Linked DNA regions of Hordeum vulgare: region 2 is linked to region 1. A link is a contact called in public Hi-C data. All regions are on one chromosome and are shown on one strand. The core of a region is the stretch at or near the end of the contact, and the rest is flanking DNA. Distances in the headings are between cores, read along the strand shown. Region 1 holds the start of LOC123401502 (telomere length regulation protein TEL2 homolog). Region 2 holds the start of LOC123405553 (26S proteasome non-ATPase regulatory subunit 6-like).

What was found. Hi-C and Micro-C count contacts between places; a contact is called where the count stands out from the background.
Region 2: a Hi-C map of seedling shows a contact between it and region 1, with 3 times the contacts expected there. The contact joins the promoter of LOC123405553 here to the promoter of LOC123401502 in region 1. A contact is called at or near these places in 2 of 6 Hi-C or Micro-C datasets (leaf and seedling).

What each region holds. Positions count from the first base shown.
Region 1 is chr6H:335,272,174-335,275,577 of MorexV3_pseudomolecules_assembly, forward strand. It overlaps LOC123401502 (telomere length regulation protein TEL2 homolog), which reads left to right and starts at 1,700. Exons shown (of 15, transcript XM_045095326.1): 1 at 1,700-2,226; 2 at 2,726-2,815.
Region 2 is chr6H:336,187,063-336,190,716 of MorexV3_pseudomolecules_assembly, forward strand. It overlaps LOC123405553 (26S proteasome non-ATPase regulatory subunit 6-like), which reads left to right and starts at 2,347. Exons shown (of 8, transcript XM_045099200.1): 1 at 2,347-2,602; 2 at 2,689-2,803. The coding sequence starts at 2,440.

The DNA of each region.
Region 1 (3,404 bases), core at 450-2,949:
CAGTGACTTATAAGTCATGTTTGTTTGGTTGCCATCTCACTTATAAGTCACCTTCTCATGCAAAAGTGGGTGACTTATAAGTTTTAAGTTGGGGTGTAGCAACTTATGACTTACTAGCAAAAGGGCCCGAGCGTTGCCACGAAAAAAAACATAATCTCCAATGATGGTGACCATATTATGTTCACATATCATCGCTTGATTTAGAAATTTTGTGCACAAATTTATTAACATATCATCGCTTGAAGTAATCTTTACATTTTCAAAAAATATATATCATGGTTGTCAAAAATCTTGGTAACTCAAAGATTTATTCTGAATTTCAAGATTTTTTCTTAGAAAACATACAATAATAATCCGATCCATCCAACAGTTAATTCTTCAAAATTCACACATGTATATTGTCACAAAGACTTAGAAGCATTAATGTTTAACTACATACATTAGAACTTTGTGAACAATTTTACAAATATGGGAACAATTTTAAAATTGAGAACATTTTTTACAATTTACAAACATTTAGTAAAAATCGTGAATATTTTTTATATTTTGAACGGGTTTAAATATTTTCTTTCGAATTGGCGACCAATTTAAGAAAAGACGAACATAATTTTTGATGTTGGAGAATTTTATTTTAAATTCACAAACATTTTTTGAAACGCATGAAGTTTTTCTGAATGAACAAACATTTTTATAAATCAGTAATATATTTATTAAATTCATGGACATTGTTTTGAAATTTGCAAAAGAATATAAAAATTCGACGCTCTTTTTGAACCCTATTTTTAATTCAAAATAAAAATTCGTCAGCATTTTAAATCAAAATTCCTATTTTATAATATGCAAAAGTTTTTGTAATTCTAAATTATTTAAATATAAATAAACAAAAATGGAACGTTAAATAAAAAAAGAAACTATCAAAACAGGCATTAGCTATTTTTAAAATTTTAAGACATTTTTTAAATGCATTAACATATTTTTAAATTAGAAATCATTTTGTTAAATGCCTTTAATAATTTTTATTACATGGAATTGTATTTGAGATCATGGACTTTTCTTATTGTACAAACATTTTTCTAAAATTGCAAACATTTTATTGTGTATGCGAGCATTTTTCACAAAACTTCGAGCAGTTTTTGAAGTCACAAACATTTTAATTTTTTAAATATGTTGATTTATAATTTTCAGTTTATTAAAATATTAAAGATTATTTGAAGTTTTTAATTATTTAAAATAAAAAAATAAAACGAAACTGAAAATAAATAAATAAACGGAACTAAAAGCAGGCGCATGTGCATGGGCCGGTCCATATGGTGTGCTGGAAATTCTTCCAGCATGCAGAAGGTAATATAGAAGGTTTTTACATGGGCCGGCCATTTTTTGCTTTGTGAAACGTTTTTAATTACTTATCGATGGCATGGTAAGTAATTTATGCAAACTTTAGGAATAATTTTCAAGACGATCAGAAACAGTATTTGCTTTATTATTAGGGAGAGATAAGTTGGGGTGACTTATAAGTTGGGTCTGTTTGGTAAAATAAGTCACTTTTACACTTTTTAGCTTATAAGTTGGTGACTTATTTGGAACCAAACAGGGTCTTAAGGTTTGTTTTTGACTTTTTCCTATTTCAAAATTAACCCTATCCAGCCCTCCCGTACCCTGTTTCTTAAAAAAAAAAAGCCCTCCCGCACCCAACAGCCATGACGGCGCGAGGAAGAAGCAGCCCTCGCCGGCGGCTGACCGCAGCTCCCCTCTCCCTGTAATCCTCACCGCCATCCATCCCCGGCCCTAGCCTCCTCTGTCATCCGGCCTTCTCCTGCCTGGTCGCGTGCCTGGGCAGCCCGGCGCCCGGCGCCCGTCGACCGCAGCTCCCCTCTCCCTCTAATCCTCTCCGCCATCCATCCCCGGCCCTAGCCTCCTCTGTCGCCCGGCCTTCTCCTGCCTGGTCGCGTGCCTGGGCAGCTCGGCGCCCGGCGCCCGTCAATCCTCTCCGAGGGCGGCGCCTGGCTGGGCTCCGGCGCCATCCGGCCCGCAGCCGCAGCTCGCCTCGTCCTGCGTCCCTGCTCTGCCTCGCCCTCCTGTCCTGCTCGCCTGCCCCGGGACTCCCGCGTGCCTCCATTGGCACGGGTTGCAGGTGCCCCAACCTGCTCGGCCGCCCCTCTCTCGGCAGTGCCCGGCTCCTCTGCCTGCAGCAACTTGCTGCCAGTCACTACATCACAACAGCAGAAGGTAAACCCCCCCCCCCCCCCCCCCCCCCCCCCCGGTTTTCCATGAATTTTCTCATTGCAAGTGCAGCAAATTTAGATTTTGCTGTGTTTATGTGTTTCAGAAACGATTCCATGGGCGATTACAAGGTAGAAATAGATGTTCAGTCTTACTTGACGATTGTAGACGGCAAACGAGTGTACAAAAGGGGCTATATTGTTGTTGGATGATGCAAAGTAAGATTATGTTGAGTTGGTGATGTTTTCATGTCAATTGGCTGTTAAAATGTTGCACCGTAGCTGCTTTTTGTTTGCTGAAATGTATACTTGGGCTGTGAAGAGGTAAGGGCATAGAAGTCTTCTTTGGATGGTGTTAGTCTTAGTCACTAATGGTATTTTGGCAAGAGAAAACTGAAAGTAGTGCTATATTGGCATGTTTGTTTTTCATAGTGGTATTTTGGCAAGTTTGGTTTCTCATAGTGGTATTTTGGCTATTGTCTCTAATTGTGGGCCACAAGGAGCAGCCGAGCAGCAGCGGCACAACAGTAACCACCGGATTGCCAGCATCATCCATCGCACAGCCAAGAACCACCCAGCCAGAGGTCCTGCAGTAGGTAATTTTCTTTCTTTCTCTAAATTCTTAGCTATTACTACCTCCGTCTGAGTTTATTAGTCCTTGTGTTCTTGGTCATATTTTAACCACGAGTAGCAATTTAATAGCTGTACATGGTATTGAGTCCTTGTAATGCGCCCACAAATCATATGAAACATGTGTACTTCTTCTCGTCAATTTTGGTGAGCTGTTTGGTAGTATTCACCACCGGGCCGCTAGGCATGAAGCTATTGGAGATGCTTGCCGGGCTCACAGCATCTTCGGTGATTTTGTTGAGTTTGATGTGTCTTACTTGTATATGTATTAATTATAGGACTGATTCAGATATGTTTCATTAAAGCTGACTCCAGCTTCTTGCACTTGTGTGCAGAAGATGGTTGCTGTAGATTTTTTTTAAATTGAATTCAAATATTTGTTTTCTTGCATCCGGCAAGTCATCTGGGTTCCCTGATGGTCGGCCTCCAGACATGGTTTGTTGTTTCTTCTTGAGCCACTGTTGTTGTGGGAGTTTCTTGTCAATGCTCCTTCTGAACATTATATTTCTTTAAATCAATATGTTTAATTCATATATGCAACTAGAATTAATATTT
Region 2 (3,654 bases), core at 1,097-3,596, 920 kb after region 1:
GATGCTTTGGTTCAATAATTCATAGACAAAATCATGTCTTAATATATTGTTGTTCAAATATTTAGAGCCATATAGAACGTTTAAACGATAACCAGAACACATTATTTTTGTATGGCATACGATTATATAAGGATTGTCTTGTAAGCTACTATTTGGTGATGGTGGCATCATTTGTGTGAAACAAAAAAAATCATGTTTACCAATAAGAGCTCCAGAAAATTCCACGAGAAGGCAACATCAAGCTGACTTTTTGATGTCATTGCATAGGGCACCTCCAACACTTATAAGCATGAGAGTAGCTTCTCCATGGTTGACTTACTACTTGAGAGTAGTTATTTGAGACATACTTATCCACTCATCCATCATGTGTACTCTATTTTTCTTATAATTTTTTAGCACCAATAACAATTTTGTTAAAAAGTAGCAGTTTTTTTTGTACAAATCAAGAGCACCTGCACAGGCGCGCCGCGTGTCTCCGCGCCTTAGCCCGCTAGTTTTTAAAAATTAGCCCTAGCTAGTTCATGTGTTGTAGTATTCACTTCCCTCGGACAATTCATAATTTGACCAACTCCAACGGCCCGAACCAATTCAATACAATCATAAAATTGCACTAATTTCAGCCCACCATTGATATTTCCATGAGCAAGTACGAGTGACCTTCACATTATCCAACTAAGCTTGAATTCACGGCATGGCACCTGCCGAGTTTGGCTACTCGTGAAGCCTCCCCATACCTTTACTCGTCCCCTCTTAAATTACCCATCACCCATATCTATACCCGTCAATGGGTACACGTCACTCGACAGGGTAATGGTTACCTGCGGGTAAAAATACCCACATTTGTAACACATAAACTTGAGTAAAACATGGTTAAAAAACAACAGATGGTCATAGTTTATAAACAACCACACATCATAATAACATCACATACTTATAAACAATAACATACCATTAGAAACATATTCTCATAAACAATAGAATTTCCTCCTAAAAACAACACAAGAAAACAACAACACATGGTCATACATGTTAGGCTTACAAACTCTTAATAAAGCTAAAGATACTTTGGGCATACATAAAATCATGAAATAAGCATTACAATAAACTTTGAACATTATAACAAGTTCAACCAAAATACCAAGCCCGCTTCTGATATTCTATAAGGGTACATGTGTGCGCGGGTATGGGTTATACGATCTCATATCCGAACCCCCTCTACCCGATAAGTTTGAGATTCCATGTTTTATATACCCATGGGCATGTTTTGTCCCATACTCTTACCTTAACATAATTTTTACCCATCGGTTACTCGATAATGTGTACTCATAGCCGTCCTTACCGTGACACCCCATTTGTATGGCAAATTGCAATCCATACATCATTGCTTGTGCCATAGATCATGAATGTGTTTTTTCTGGTTTTTTCAATAGAAAATAGTGATGTTAAATTTGTTGAGTTATGGACTTTGGTGTTTTGAATTTCTGGTAAAAAACTTTAATTGTTTGTTATTTTTCTTCGAGTATTCCACATTTTCCCAGTTCATTTGCAATGGACAAAATCTAGATGTTTGTCTCATTCATTTTATCTATTTGTTACAAATTAAAACTCAGTAGATTTTTTGGAATTCTTTATGCTGTGAACTTTTACGTTTTGAAATTTCGAGTAAAAGGTTGATGCCGGTCTAATCCTAGAATCTATCCATTTGACCTATAAGGACAAGTCCAAGCCCTAACTAGAAAGAAACCCTACCCCCTAACAAAGTTGGACAAACGGGTTGAGCCAACCAGACCAGCCCGCGAGCACGACGACACGACCCGCCATGGACCAGACACGACATACAACACGTCTTGGGCCATGCCTAGGCTTGGAGATTGGACTCGTGAGCTAGCACGACATGATCCGTATTTTTTAAAAAAAATTATGTACATACACTTAAAATACATCATAATAGTCCTAAAAACCAGTCCAACAATCTTAAAAATATTCAACCCATCGCATTAAACGGTCCAATATACTGACTCATTTACTAACTACTCCCTCCGTTCCTAAATATAAGTCTTTTTAAAGATTCTATTAAAGGACTACATACGAAGTAAAATGAACGAATCTATACTCTAATGTATGTCTATATACATCTGTATGTACTTTTTTAATAAAAATTCTTAAAAGACTTATATTTAAAAACGAAGGGAGTAGGCTGTACTAGGCCTGAACATGCAGCACACGGTTCGATATGACACAACCCACTTACTAACCGTATCCCAATGGGCCGTCCCGTGCCATGCATGATTAGCATGGGCCGGGCCAGCCTGTTTGGCCAGCTCTGGCCCCTAACTTCCAACTCGAACCTACCCACGGCCTGTCAGAACTCCCGACGCCGTGCGATCCAAGCGAACCAACCGGAGGGAAGTGCCCTCAACCCAAACGAGCGGCGACGAGATGGACGGAGGCGGTGGCGGCGGAAGCACCAGCGGCGAGGATGGGAAGCAGGAGAAGCACCTGTTGCTTGCCCACAAGCTCTTCCTGCTCTCCCACCCCGACGTTGACGACCTCTCCAAGGTCGACATCCGCTCCGACGTGCTCTCCGCCGTCAAATCCGATGGTACCGCACCGTCCCGCCCCCCTCGCCGCTTATCCAGTGTGCCAGCTAAACTGATCTGTTTTTTCTTTCGTGGGGTTGATTGCCAGACATGGCGCCGCTGTTCGAGTCGCTGGCCGCCACGGGCGTGCTGGAGCCGGACGCCGCACTGCTCGCCGAGATGCGCGCCCGGATCGACGAGGAGATCCGCAAGCTCGATGAGAAGTGAGTGGGTTTGCCCTCTCGTTCTGCTTAATTCTTTTGTAGAGCTCGGTCTAGTGCTAATTCGGGTTCTAGACGTGGTCAAAAGTAGACGATAGATCTTGTCAGTAAATTGCTTTGCGCTGGATAGGTATGAATTAGCACTTCGTGTTTTGGACGCAGGAAGTGAGTCTTATACCAAACTGCTCATAATGTTTACCGTCCTCCAAAGACTGCGAAGTAAATTGGAATGTTCCCCAATTTTGTGTGAGAACTGTGCCTGTTTGTGTTCTATATTTCTGTCAGAACTGAGTCCGTTATTAGTATTAGGAAACTATAGCTCTTTCGGAATTTACAACCAGGCATTGAGAAGAGTAATTAGAGTATATTAAGGAAGGGTAGAACCTTTTGATTTTTGGCGAACACGCACAGAATTTGCAGAGTTTTGTCGCCCATGGTGACTCGTACAACGGCAGGGGGCTGGCTATCTAGGGCTGCCAGCAAGACAACGCCACTAGGATTAGTACAAGGCTATATCCGTATGCTAAGGAACCCTTCCGCTCCTGCTTTGATCCAGAGCTCACCGTCGGTTTGGTCTTACAACTCAGCTGGGATGCCGAGCTAGGCGAACCGCGTTGTCGAATCCTTTGCAGGGAAGCTTGGGAAGACCGCGTCGTGCATCTGGCCACCAGTCAGGCAGGGCAATTTAGGTTGAATAGTCAATGTTAAGGAGCAAGTGGAGTTTCTTTGAGATACGATGTTCTGGATGAGATGAATGAAAGAAATTATTAGTTATTAGTAATCTTGAATTGTAGACAGGGTATTCCTGAAGGCTGAATTATTAAAAACACGTTGGTTCAATGATTATGGAATTA